Regions from separate parts of the Callithrix jacchus genome. Here region 1 is linked to region 2. Evidence: chromatin contacts called from public Hi-C data. All regions are on one chromosome and are shown on one strand. The core of a region is the stretch at or near the end of the contact, and the rest is flanking DNA. Distances in the headings are between cores, read along the strand shown.

The links. A called contact is a pair of places that touch in the nucleus more often than the background predicts.
Region 1: a contact with region 2 is called in a Hi-C map of skeletal muscle, with 5 times the contacts expected there. The contact joins two enhancer-like sites. A contact is called at or near these places in 2 of 3 Hi-C or Micro-C datasets (both in skeletal muscle).

Annotation. Positions count from the first base shown.
Region 1 is chr5:26,949,864-26,956,811 of calJac240_pri, forward strand. It overlaps RIN2 (Ras and Rab interactor 2), which reads left to right. Exons shown (of 13, transcript XM_078371480.1): 11 at 1,675-1,806; 12 at 6,668-6,831. Among named protein-coding and RNA genes, the nearest start is that of NAA20, 51 kb to the right of the region's middle. Within about 2 kb of position 3,063, at least 6 of the 16 cell types and tissues checked have an H3K27ac peak or open chromatin away from gene starts, as enhancers often do. A contact at or near this core is called in skeletal muscle, where this site is marked.
Region 2 is chr5:26,727,331-26,734,871 of calJac240_pri, forward strand. All of the region lies in intron 1 of RIN2 (Ras and Rab interactor 2), which reads left to right. Among named protein-coding and RNA genes, the nearest start is that of RIN2, 21 kb to the left of the region's middle. Within about 2 kb of position 5,166, at least 1 of the 16 cell types and tissues checked has an H3K27ac peak or open chromatin away from gene starts, as enhancers often do. A contact at or near this core is called in skeletal muscle, where this site is marked.

The DNA.
Region 1 (6,948 bases), core at 1,813-4,312, 220 kb after region 2:
TAGCCCCGAGTGCAATGGAAACATCAGCAATTATCATTACAACGTTTTGTCCAATGGAGGTTTGTTTCAATGACCTATAGTATGTGAAAGAAACTCAGAGTATTCAGTCCTAATGAGGCCTCATTAGAGCCATTTCATTGGCTCGCACTTCTTTGCTACAAGCTGAAGCAATATAATTGAAATTCACCAAAGAGTTACAAACTTGGAAAGCCAGCCCTCGGATTTACCCTTGCTGCTTCCTGTAGATGTAGGAGTAGGCATGAATCATGGATAGTGATGGAGCCCTGCATTGTCCCAGGTCTTCAGTAAGCTTATTGTAATTCCGAGGACGGTTACAAACTTTTCTTCTGAGTGAAACCGCTTAATGGAGAAGCAGCAGAGAGAAAACATAGGCACTATTAACCACTGCTTGAGTAGACAGGAATGTGTGTGCACTTTGGGAATTGTTGAGTGAAGACATTAAAATATGAGCTCCTGGGCCTGGTAATGATAGGATGTGAACATCGCCTTGTAAGTCTGCAAGCATATTTCACATATAGGAAACATATTTTCTATAGTTCACAGTCATTTCTAAAAAATTCCCCAAATAATATCTGCACGGGATTATGTTCCACTGAAGCAGTTTCTCGACATTAATACAGACAGGATGCTTCTTTGTTGTGGGGGCTTCCTGGAGGAAGCTTAACAGCATCCCAGATGTCATCTGCACCCCCACCCTCCAGTTATGTCGATGAAAAATGTCTCCAGACAGTGCCAAATGTCCCCTGGGGGACAAAATCATCTCCAGTTGAGAACCAGTGATGTAAAGAAAACTAGAAGTAAAGGCTAACATTTTCCCCAATGTTTCCATTAATCAATGTATATCTTTAGCATACTCCGAACTCGCATATTTAAAGAAATGAGCCGGGCACGGTGGCTCAAGCCTGTAATCCCAGCACTTTGGGAGGCCGAGGCGGGTGGATCACGAGGTCAAGAGATTGAGACCATTCTGGTCAACATGGTGAAACCCCGTCTCTACTAAAAATACAAACATTAGCTGGGCACGGTGGCGCATGCCTGTAATCCCAGCTACTCAGGAGGCTGAGGCAGGAGAATTGCCTGAACCCAGGAGGCGGAGATTGCGGTGAGCCGAGATCGCACCATTGCACTCCAGCCTGGGTAACGAGAGTGAAACTCCGTCTCAAAAAAAAAAAAAAAATTAACTGTGTGCTCACATTGAATACAGAGCAAAGTTTGCTTATTCCTGGTTTGAGTTTGGTCTTGTCATTATGTTTGTGAATAATGTGCACAGCAAGCAATAGGAAATAAAACACAAAGAATTAGCATAAGTAAATATTTTATAAGTGTTTTATAATGTTTGCTAAAAGTTAAAATATTTTAAAGACTATTCTGTTCTATCACCTAATTTTATACAAATTATAAAACTAGGGAGAAAATCTGTAATGTGTTCATTGATTCATAGACATTCCTTCTGAAACTTTAAGGGCCGGTCTCTAACATTAGCAGCTGGGAGGGTCACAGGCTACACAGGATTCCAGAAACACCCACCTCTGTTTATAAATAACACAGTTCCCCAGAGTGACTCCTTGGTTTCTAATAAAAGCAGCAAGTAGGATATGAAAGAAAGAAAAGTTGGTAAAAATATTCCTTCTCGTTGTTGGTTCCTGCTCTCAGGGAGGATGTATGGCGCTGACGACTTCTTGCCAGTCCTGACGTATGTCATAGCTCAGTGTGACATGCTTGAACTGGACACTGAAATTGAGTACATGATGGAGCTCCTGGACCCATCGCTGTTACATGGAGAAGGTAACTAGTTTTGAGGAAAGTTGAAGGAGCTGGGTGATATTTTTTCATTTTTTTTTGTAATTGAGATGAAATTCATGTCACAGAACATTATCATTTTACAGTGGCATTTGGTATATTCACAATGTCATGCATTCTCCCCCTTTATTTAGCTTCAGACTGTTGTCTTCAGCCTAAAATAAAACTCTGCACCCATTAAGCAGTTACTTGGGTGCTTTTTTGACATCTTAAGAGTTAACTGCTTTTTTTAATTATTATTAAAAGAATGTACTAACCTTTTTCTGATTACAAAAGTGGTAATACACACTCACGGTAGAAAATTTGGAAAAGTCTGGAAAAAAAAGAAAAAATATAACCCTGTCTTAACTCTACTTCACTAAGATTGCTTAATGGCAATAAAAAAAATATGTTCAGTAGAATAAATGCCATTTTTTTAAGAAATGGTTTCTTTGATTACAAGAGGAAATTATAAACTTTTGTTGAGAATACTTCCATTGCCAGAAAAATAACCTGCTCTTATGTTAGTGAAATGGATAAAAGTTTGCCTTTGTTTTCATTTTTTAAAATTTCATCTTCAAGATGAAAACAGTATTAACTTCTCTCCAGGTTTTTTTTTTAAAGTATCTGCCCATTTTTACAATAAAAATACAGGGCTGTGGAGTCCGTGCCGTTTGCTTTCAATTTATCTTGGCAGTTCGGGTCCCTCTTCTTGTGTCTGCCTAACCCCAACGTGTCTTAGCAGAAACTCCTTCTGCTTCCACACGGCTTAGGTATTTGACCATGGCAATGACTAGAATGTGTGGCACAGTAGTGCACAGCCTTGAAAAGCAGAAATAACTGGGGCTCTATGTGAGCTTGTCTTTTTAAAGGAGAACAAATCAAGGCCTGTGCACCGTGAAGCCTCTTAATCCATTTTTATATATCCAGATAAAAGCCCAGAAAGGCCCTGGAGGGGATTTTTATGTATTCTTTCCTCCGGTGAATTTCAGTCTGGGCTTGAGTGGAAAAGTCCATCTCGGACAGGATTCCCTAAAGAATGTGTCACCTCAGCATTTTCCCTGGAGGGAATGAAATGCATTTTTATCACCCCCAGAATGTGCCCCTTAGTCTCCCCAGTCCTGTAATGTGAATTCCCCAGGCCTTGGTTTTCCTGTCCAAGGAACCGCCCTCCCTGGAGCTCTGAATATGCCCTTCCCACGTGGCCTAGGTAGTGCTGACTCAGGATGAGGGATGAATCTCTCTCCTCCCGGCCCTAACCCCAGGCAGGTATGAATGGGCCTCTTTCATGCTTTCACCCTTTAGCCTCTTCTCTCTCCTCATTAATATTCCTGACCCTGGAACCAGACACTTCTGGATGAGCCTCGAGGCTTTTCTTGCCTTCTCTGCCCTGGGATTAGACAGGACAAGGCCAAACATGTGGTTTTGCCCAGGGACTGAGAGAAGCCTGTTAGTCTAACATGGCATGCTTTCCTTCCTTCCACTGGAATATTTGCTACTAATACAGTTTGAGGTTTGGTTATTCTTTTTCAAGCTTCAATCATGTTTAATTCTAGTAACAAGTATATAGAGCTCTTAGGGCTTTGGGGAAAAAGACATGCCAGTTTCACTTAGAAAGTCACGATTCCGTTGCTGACAGTGTGCACTCAGGACAAACATTTGCTTATAACTTGTGGCCCAAGGATAGAGACTTCCTGCCCCTTTCCCACATGGGCCCTGGGCAAGGTCCAGTGTTGATAACTGTTGGATAGGTGGCTGTCATCTCCCCACAAATTCCACAAGAAAGACAAGCGCGGCTAGTGAGGACACAAAGCGGCTGGTGAGCTCGCACTTTAACTAGAGCCTGCTTCCACTTTACCATGTCTGGGACTTCTTGGCTTCCTTCCTTGGGAGATCAGGCGGCCTAGTCGGGTTGGCTGTGACCACAGACCAGGCCTGCACAGCATCGAACTGAAGCTATGCATCCTGGGAGGAAGAGGCTACTGAGCAGCGGCAGCAATACAGATGGGACTTTTCCATGCCTGCCCAAAGCCCTCTTTGGTTTGTGGGGTAGCAGCCACGTCTCTTTTCTGCTGTTTAAGCAGGTATTCTCATTTACCAAAAAGGCGTCACAGAATCCCTTAGAAGTGCACAGCTCTTGCGGTAGGGCTAAAGTTTTGCTGAAATTTAAAACCTTCTCTAATTGCAACCACATGCTTCAAAGTGTGGTCAATTTTGTGTTTCCAGCATTTTGAGTTTTCTCCTTAGTGTCCTGAACAGATGAAAGCTAGGGAGTCTAAAATCTGAAGTCCAAGGGAGCCCCCCTCCACCCCTACAAAGATTCTAACAGTCTTCCAAGTCTTGTTGCTCAAATCTTGACCCCTCCACACGGCCTTTCCTGAATGTGTTCATATTGATTTCTCCTGAAATTCTCTGTGTAGCATCTGTATTCTGAGTTACGGAGTTTCACATACGGTCACATGCTGATTTGTTTGTGGGGCAAATATTTAGTAAAGCTCAACAACTCAGGCCAGCCACGGTGGCTCACACCTGTAATCCCAGCACTTTGAGGGGCCAAGGCAGGCAGATCACCTGAGGTTGAGAGTTCGAAACCAGCCTGACCAACATGGAGAAACTCTGTCTCTACTAAAAATACAAAATTAGCGGGACATGGTGGCGCATGCTTGTAGTCCCCGCTACTCAGGAGGCTGAGGCAGGAGAATCGCTTGAACCCTGGAGGCAGCGGTTGTTGTGAGCCGGGATCATGCCATCCTGGGCAACAAGAGCAAAACTGTCTCAAAAAAATAAAGATCAAGAATTCAAAACTCTTAACTGGGAGAATTATACTGTAGGTGGCAAGGTCTGGAAAACCCTTCAGATCACTCTGTAAGCAAAAAGCTTGACATGTGATGATGGAAAGTGCATGGCTCAGGATGACCCAGATTATGCTGCAGGAAAAAATAACCTCAAGTCTTCATCCGCAACCTTAAAACAAGGGTGCTCTTCTTTCTCGAGTTCACAGCCCGCGCAGGTTTGCAGGGTGTGCGGCTCCTGATCCACATGAAGGGGACAGTTGCCATCTTGCATGTTGCTACTTGTTGACCAGAGAGAGGCTTCCATGGGGTCTCACATAAACAGTTAACAGTGACACTTCTGCACAAAACTCATTTCACCAGACTGACTTATGGTCCCTGAAGGAATATATTGCCAGTGTTTTTTTTAAGAAAAAGACACATTCATAAACTTCTGGAGAGTGGGGACTCAGATTCTACTTCTTACAAACCTGTTTCTCCTCTGTAGCTTGCTGTGGCTCACAGTAGAGATTCGATGGGTATTCTGACCAAGAATGTCTGTAAATCTAAAATGTGCTGTGCCCAATTAGGGAATTTTTAATCAACATTCAGGGCGACACCTAGTGGTTGTTCAGCACGGAGACCATAAGTTCCTCCCCAGGCACCTAATTATGTTAGGACAGAACACGATTATTCATACGAACGAATAGATACACATCTCACAGTGCCGTTAGCCCTTTTACACTCCTCAAGAACGTAAGAGATTGTTCCTAGAGCAGCATCACAGGAACATCATTTTCCTGTAAATTATTTTATCCTAGATGCCAGATGTTATGTTAGTAAGGGGTAAGAAAGGGAATCAGGGGAGAGAAATTATTTTTGAAGTGTTCACATTTTTGCGAACAGTTCTTTCAAAGTGTATAATTTACTTAAAATTCAGAAAATATCCATTTAATTTTTGTTGTCGTTGTTGTTTGAGACGTAATCTCACTCCGTCGCCAGGCTGGAGTGCAATGGCTAGATCTGGGCTCATTGCAACCTCCATCTCTCAGGTTCAAGCGATTCTCCTGCCTCAGCCTCCCAGGTAGCTGGGATTACAGGCGCCCGCCACCACACCCAGCTGATTTTTGTATTTTTAGTAGAGACCAGACCTGTATGTTGGCCAGGCTGGCTCAAACTCCTGACCTCGTGATTTGCCCACCTTGGTCTCTCACAGTGTTGGGATTACAGGTGTAAGCCACCACGCCCGGCCAACAAAATTATTGTTTATAAGAAATAGAAAATATCAATTTCTAAAAGAGAAAGCCAAGGGCGGGTGTTGCCAGGAGTCTATGGACTGATGGAGGTGATTCTGGCATTGGATCGTCTCCCAAGCCTGACTTTCTCCCCACCTCCCTATCAGGCCTTAATACCCCAACTATGCCTGGCAAACATTTTTTACAATTGCACTTTAATAATTCTGGCCAAGCAAGGTGGCTCATGCCTGTAATCCCAGCACTTTGAGAGGCTGGGATGGGTAGATCAGTTGAGGCCATGGTTTGAGACCAGCCTGACCAATATGGTGAAACCCTGACTCTACTAAAAATACAAAAATTAGCCAGGGGTGGTGGCTCATGCCTGTAATCCCAGCTACTCCGGGGAGTATCGCTTGAACTTGGGAGGCGGAGGTTGCAGTGAGCTGAGATTGTGCCACTGCACTCCAGCCTGGATGACAAAGCAAAAAGCAAGACTCCCTCTCAAAAACAAAACAAAACAAACGAACGAACAAACACTTTAGAGGCTCGGTCAGTCTCACGCACTAGAATGGAAATCCCATCAGTGACAACAGGAACCTTGTGAGGCTGGCTTGTCTGTGCTTTCCTGGCCCCTCCCAGGCCTGGGTGGCTCCATAAATCTCTGTGGGATGGCTGTGTGAAGGGCCAGGTGGAGGAGTGAATGTTGTGCTCTTGGACATGTGCTTCTGTGACCCCACAAGGAAATGTACGTAGGAGAAATACTAAAAACACAAAACATGCCCTCTAATGCTGGCATCCCCTTTTAAAAACCCGAGAGCAGAGGCTGGCATTGGGAGGACCCACTCTTTCTGCTCTTTTCAGGAGGCTATTACTTGACAAGCGCATACGGAGCACTTTCTCTGATAAAGAATTTCCAAGAAGAACAAGCAGCACGACTACTCAGCTCGGAGACCAGAGACACCCTGAGGCAGTGGCACAAACGGAGAACCACCAACCGGACCATCCCCTCTGTGGACGACTTCCAGGTGCGCGGCTGGCCACCCTTTGCTTCCTTTGTCCCCCAAGATTGCAGAGCTGGCTAACCCAGTGCATCCCAGCTCAAAGTTCCCCACCGTGTTCAATTATTTGTCAGGAAAGGGATA
Region 2 (7,541 bases), core at 3,916-6,415:
GTGTCAGTACAGCTCCAACTACAATACCCATGTGATTATATAGAAAGATTATATAGAACTAAGTAGATATAAGTATTAAGTATGATTATATATAGTAGGCATATGTAAGCAGTAAGTTATACTTCAAGCACTAATTCTATAAACAAATACATGATTATATATGCAGGATTATATAAAGGAAACAGCTGAGCAATACACTATAAACTAGGATATTCTTCAGGCACTGGTTGTGCCTCGGATCTGGACAGTTCTCCTTCCTCCGTGCCCATGGGGGCTGTTACCCACAGTTTGTATTCATTTCTGGCTGCGAAGAGATCTTCCTTATAATAAACAGGGGTTGTCTATTCACATGGAAGTCTTAATTTCTCTGGTTTAGTTTTCGTTCCAGACGAATTGTGAAACGCGCGAATAAACATTCAAAACGCTGGCGTGGGGCAAAGGCTTGTTTTGTGGCCTGCCTGTTTTTCTAATTTCTCCATTTTTAAAAATCAAATGCCTCTTTTTTAAGAGCAACTAAAACGTAATTGAGTTTTGGGATGCTTTGGATGTGTGATTACGATCAGCACATGCTACAGTCCGTGGTCTTACTGCTGTGTTCCAAATTGAAGGAAATTCCAAAGCAGGCAAACAATGATACAGAAGCTGTATTTTCAGTGGAGAAAAAGGCATGTCATTGTTTGGAGTTCACCTGGATACATTTTCATTTGTTTGGGAAGGAAAAATCAAGTCCCGGGATACAGAAGAGGTAACTTAGAAATGCAGAGGGCATTGCCTCCGGCGTTTGTAAATTGCCTACAAGCATAGGGCTCCCTGCCAGGTGCTGCAAAAGAAATAGAGTGGTAAGGGTTCAGACAAGATGACGAATGCCAGTTGCATCAGCATTTACAAAGACTTCAGAATTTGAGATAACAAAAGACCCTAAAAATCACAGAATCATATCATCCAATTTTATAGATGGAGACTCTAAATACTAGAAATGCCAAATTACGTGCCCAAGTCCTTGGACTTAGAGCGTGTATTATTCTGGGACTGTTAGCTGTGTGTGAAGCACTGTGGTGGGAACTTTACTTTATTTAGGGTTTTCACACAATTGTGTGGGGTGAGTGCATTGATCCCCACTTTACAGATGGATAAGCAAAAGCTCTGGGAAGTCAAATGAACTGGTCCCAAGTCACAAACCTAATAAGTAGTGCGAGCGCCAGGATTTGAAACCAGAAGTGCTGACTGCAAAGACCAGCATAGACTTCCCATGACACTCCCCAAACATGGGCTGATTCTTAGCTTGGAGCAGACGCTGGGCAGGGAAAACCCCAAGCTTCTTTGGGGCCGGGAATTGAGCCACACCAAGCAATGGGGCAGTGGGCTGGGGGCATTACGAGAAAGGACATCTATTCCGAAGTTAGGGAACTTCTGGGACTTCAGAGGGCCTTGTGGGGTACAAAGAAGGAACTGAGGCCCAGAGACGCCACCTAAGTGGCCTTGTTAGTGTCTGGGACTGTATTCCTGGCCTCCCAACTGTTACGACACCTGGGGTTCCCCTTCACCATTCCCTCACAGCCAAAAACCAGCATCAGAGCATCTGGGTCCTGATACACAGTAGAGTTTGCACTGAGAACAGCACTAAGTCAAAAGGCAGAAATGTCCATAAGGAAATTATAAGTAACTTAAAAGAGAAAATAAGGCCATGTGAGTGATCCAGTGAGAGCAAGAATGGTAGTGATAGGAGGATTCATCCTCTTGGGTCATCACAAAGCTGTAAAAAGGAGACTGAGCCGTATTCTTTGCTATTCTAGGTCCAGCTCAGAAAGGTATCCCAGTGAGAGGATTGGAGGGTGTTTGATTTCTGGTTCCATTCTTGCCTAACTCCAGCCATTTTACATAGCAAATGCTGAATCCTGTGTGTCAAATTGATAGCAGGCATTCAAAGCACAGATAAAAAATAATCCTCCGAATTATTAACAATATCATTCATATGTATTGACTTTTACCATGTAGCAGGTGCTGAGCTAAGTACACTTCTCTGGGCCAGGCCCTGGGCTGGGTGTGCCAGAGAGATCATCGCAGTCATTCTTACAGTAGGGTCCTCAGGGCGTGGGTCACTAGTTATGTCCTCAGCGGGACATAACTAACTTGCTCAGGATCCCAGGATGAGATGATGTGGAAGCTGGGATTTGAAGAGAAATGTGTCCAAAGTCCAGGATCCATGTTGGCTCCCAGGATGAAAAACTGATCCTTTCTGGCCATGCTTGTCAAATTGTAGCAAGCAGACAGCCTGAGATAAGTGTCCCCAGACCCAAGCACTGGAAAAACACGTATTAATATTTTTCTTACTTGAACACTTGGAGATTTTCTAAAATAAGACTTTCAGTGGTTAGACCATCTAGTCATGCCACTGCTTTCGAAAATATGCCCTTTATTGTTTACAGAGAGTTAGATGTGGTTTTTATTGGTACCAGCATGTTTTGTGCCTCCAGGGAAAGAATCCATGAAATCTCTGGTTTGCTTGAACATAGCGAAACCAGCCTATTTCTGGAGGTCGGAGTGTTTGCCCTAAAGAAGCGGTGCTATGGCTTCTGTAATAGTTGAATCATTTCCTTTCTGCTAGCACTTCACTAACAGATAATAGCTTTTATTTCTGATTATAAAGATAGTATCTACTCATCGTATATAATTTGAACCATTCAGAAAAATACAGAAACAAACTTACAAAACACCAAGGCTTCATCCACTCAGCTCTTGGGCCAGAGTGTAATGTGATTCAGAGCATGAATTGTTAATGTGGAAGATATTCCTTGAGAAATGTCACTTACCAGGAAGGCACCTATGTAATTTTAAGGTTGCATATGCCTAGATTTCAGTTAAAAGTAAACCATCAAAACAGCAAGGCAATAATGGTGACCCAGGGTTGTTTGTGAAGACAGCTACTGATAGTGGTCATGAATTGATATGTTTTCAAGAAGCAGTGCCTCTTTAAAAATAGAATCACAAGGGACCAGGGTGTCCCATTCTCTGTTCAGATGTCACATGCCCTGCTTCCCACTGAGCTCTGGGTGTCATGAGCTTCTGTTAATGTAGAGTGAGCCAAGCAGGAATCAGGGGTCTCGCCATGAGTCCACCCAGCAGCCAACAGTGTTAGTGGAAATGCCCAGTGCTCAAGAATAGGACTGGTGCTGAGAGGAAAGGCCAGATGGAGAGGTGGGACAGTGTGGTGGATAAAAACACGTGTTCTGCAGCTAGACAGCCTCTGTCAAAACCCTTGTGACTCCACTTACAAGCTGTGGATCTCTGGGCAAACTAATCAACCTCTCTGAGCCTTGGTTTCTTCATATGTGAAATGAAAATAAGAACAGCACCCAGTTCCAAGGAGAAGATTGAAGGATCTGTGCCAGATACACTTACATTACTTGGCGTGGGGTGTGCACTCAGCATTTGCTTGTGTCTTTCCATGCGGCAAGGTCAATAATAGAGGTCTTGAAGAACAGGAAGGGAGTTCATTTTATTTCAGTTCTCCTAGTAATGGAGAGATGAAAGGGTGGTTGCAGCTGGCCAGATGGTTGTACTTGTTAGGACAGGCTAACACACCCCAGACTTTCAGGGGCTTGTAAAGAAGAGCCACTCAACCCGTGTCCACTACATGATCTGGGTTGGGTGGCTCTTGTCCAGGTGATAATGCAGGAATCCATGCTGTTTTCATCTTGTATCATGTCATCCGGAACATATAGTTTACAAGGCTATCTCAGGAAAGGACAGAAGGCTTTCTGTGAAGTCACTTTAAATGCCATGTCAGAGGCTGGCATATGTCACTTCCACCCGTATTTTACTGGCCCAAACCCAGTCACATAGACCCTCTCCAATGCAAGAATGGCTGGGACGTGGAAGGTATGTGGACAGACGCTCAGCGTGTGGCAGTGGCTACCTGCTGTGTAAAATCGCTTATTATTGCCAAGAAAGAGAACATCAATAATGACTTTGTGACAGGTGACTTCCTGGAATTTAGGAAAACTCCTAGTGTCCTGGCTTTGGAGATCTGTTAGATCATCCAGGAAATCTGATATCTGTATACCCTTTACCAAGTGGCACAATCTTTCTGCTCACTGCAACCTCCACCTCCTGGGTTCGAGTGATTCTCCTGCCTCAGCCTCTGGAGGAGCTGGAATTATAGGCACCCAGCACCACAGCTGGCTAATTTTTGTATTTTTAGTAGAGACGGGGTTTCATCATGTTGACCAGGCTGGTCTCGAACTCCTAACCTCAAGTGATCTACCCGTGTTGGCCTCCCAAAGTGCTGAGATTACAGGCATGAGCCACAGTGCGAGGCGGAGTTACCAAGCTTTTTATGAGTGAGGCAAAGAGCTTCGAAGGAAGATGATACACGATTTTTTGTTTTTTGTTTTTTTTTCAAGAAAAGTACTTCCAGGTATTCATCTGTGGCCAATCTTCATTAACTCTGTGCTTGCAATTATCGTGCCTCCTACGGCTAGGGATACACAACCTAAAACATACGTACTGAAGGTTATTGGTGACTATGCGTCATCGAAGAACGGTTCCATTTCCCATGATAGGTTACTAAGGTAGTGTAATTTGGCTTTATATTTTAAGTTAAACCCTAATTTAAAAATCTGTTTAATTGTTTGAGGTGTTACTGTCCAGATGATTAACCCTTCCTTATCTGCTTGCACATGAGCAGGATTTGCAGGCCCATAACAGACAAAGTTGAATGGAGAATTATTTATGAACTATTCAGTGGATTGATCACACTAAATTGGTTTGTCTTTCCCACTAAAACTCTTGAAGGAAAGCTCCAGATCAAGCCTATATGTTCCTTGCCATTTGCCTAGCACCTAATCCGATGCCAGGCATGAGATAGGTATTTTAAAATGTTAGCCAGCCGTGGTGGCTCACATCTGTAATCTCAGCACTTTGGGAGGCTGAGGTAGGTGAATCACCTGAGGCCAGGAGTTTGAGATCAGCATGGCCAATATGAAGTGTGTTGTCAATCATTTCCCTGTGGACAGCTAGAGCTGACTCCTGCCAGGGAGCTGACTGTCCCGCCTGGGATGGAAGTGTGGGAGGTGCAGAGCAGGTGTTCACACTCGGCTCTCATCAGTTGTAGGTTGAGGGCTCTGGAGGTCTGGGGACTGATTCCCAGCACTTCAGGCCTCTCCCTGGGAAAAGCTCATTCCAAGAGCCAGAGGAATCTTCAGGCAAGGAGACGAGGATGCTGGCAGTGTGGATGGAGTCCAGCAGGCAGCAGTGGAAGAGGGGTCGCAAGTGGCACCTGCAGTGTCTACTGCAGGGTGGAGGCCAGGTTAGCCCAGTGAGACGCTGGCAGACACAGCGTGTCTGAGGAGGGCTGGCGTATGGCACTGGAGGACGCTGCTTGAAATTAGCAAATTACCTCCTATCCCAAGGCAACTTGAAAATCAGATGTGGCTTTGCCAGTAACTCCTGCAACCTGTGGTTTCATTCAGGACAGCAGATGCTATCAAGGGCGCCGTGCTCTCTGGGATGTAGTTGAGACAGGAAGTTTGCTTGTTTTGGTGATGGCTGATGATATTTCAGAATTTTAGCTTTGAGTATGCTATAGTGGTCAGAAAGGAATTTAAACAATTGTGTGTGTGTGTGTGTGTGTGTGTGTGTGAATGCATGTTAGTTATTACAAAGAGTTCCTTGTTTAAAAAGCTATATATACTGTTGTGCTAAGAAATGCTTGTATCGTGAAGACCAAATAGATTTGGGTAAATGGATACTTTAGCTATTTAAAAGCACAGAGAACTCTGAGTTTCAGTAGAATAATGGTGGTTACCTACATCCAAATCTCTTCCCTTAACTTAAAAAAAATTTACCCAAGTCAACAAATAGAGCGAATAAAACCATTGTTTACACAAGCCCTCAGGATCACTAAGAGACAAAATTCTACAGACTTCGAATTTCCTGTAAGCAGTAAGAGAAGCACCCGGGCCCAGCCAGGCAGGCTCTGGACCCGCCCCTGAGCGTTGGGCAGAGACCACAGAGGGCAAGTGGAGACGGGCAGGAGTGTGCAGAGCCCCGGGCGATGCAGCCCAGATCACATCAGCCCCCAGAAAGGTGGCCCCATCCTGAGTGGGAATACCAGACGGCGTGAGACTGGAGGCAACAGCCAGAGGAAAGGCGAGGTCACTGGGAGAGACGAGGGAAGCTAGGAAGGGCACTGCCCCTTGGAGATTTGGTGATATCTAGAAAGAATGCAAAAAGGATAAAATTAAGGGTCCTTCGGAGATCAAAGAAAACCACATGCTCCCCCTCTTCCAGAGGAAGCACAATACTGAAATTGCACTTCACTCTGTCAACGGTAGAGGGCGCGTCCGAATCAAGAAACCTAGTCAGTCACCCACACACTGTCTACATCAACTCTCACCCACGACCCGGAAAATAGATGCCAAAGGGGCAGAAAGTGGCAGACAACGTGCAAGCAAAGCTGAAATCAGAAGAAACAAGTTTGCGAATCTAAGCATTTCAGCTAGTGAATGTTCTCACTCCTCTACACACACACACACACATACACACACACGGCAAAAGTGTGTTTTGTAATGGCGTTCCAACACTAATTAAATGTCCTAACATAAGAATTTTCATATGTTAAAAAATCTAACCTTTAATCAAAAAAATCAGAACCAAAATGGGCAAAAGCCAGGAAGATGTGAAATGAGAATTGACTGAACTCCGGAAAAGAAATGGAGACACGGCCGGACGCGGTGGCTCACGCCTGTAATCCCAGCACTTTGGGAGGCCGAGGCGGGTGGATCACAAGGTCAAGAGATCGAGACCATCCTGGTCAACATGGTGAAACCCCGTCTCTACTAAAAATACAAAAAATTAGCTGGGCATGGTGGTGCGTGCTTGTAATCCCAGCTACTCAGGAGGCTGAGGCAGGAGAATTGCCTGAACCCAGGAGGCGGAGGTTGCGGTGAGCCGAGATCATGCCATTGCACTCCAGCCTGGGTGACAAGAGCGAAACTCCGTCTCAAAAAAAAAAAAAAAAAAGAAAAGAAATGGAGACACTCAGTTTGCAGATGCTTGCGCTGCCGGGAGGGACGTCCTTTCAGTGAGTGGATGGATCAGTAACTTAGCACGTTTTCTCTGTTGCCTTTTCCCATCCACAGGTCTGTTTTCTAAACCTCAGCCTAAGGCAAGTATTTCTTATCCATACGTGGTCCTGGCTATTTCAATAGGAAACGTCGTGAAAGGCCAATGTTGGTCATCATTTTTACTTGCCAAGTTCTCTATTGTATGAGACTGTAAGAAATACCCAAATACTTTCCCAGGGAAAATCGGATTGAGTGGATTAAACTTTCCAAGGAGAACTTCATTCTCCCTGGCAATATGTCAGACTTTCAGAGATAGACTTTTCAGAGATGTTTCCAAATTGCAATGGACGACTACAATAAATGATGATGTATTTTATAGTTGGAAAGTAATTTTCATACATTATATTCATCATTAAAGTTGCATATAAGTCAAAGTAACACATGTGATAGTTTGTTTCCTGCCTCTGTGTGACC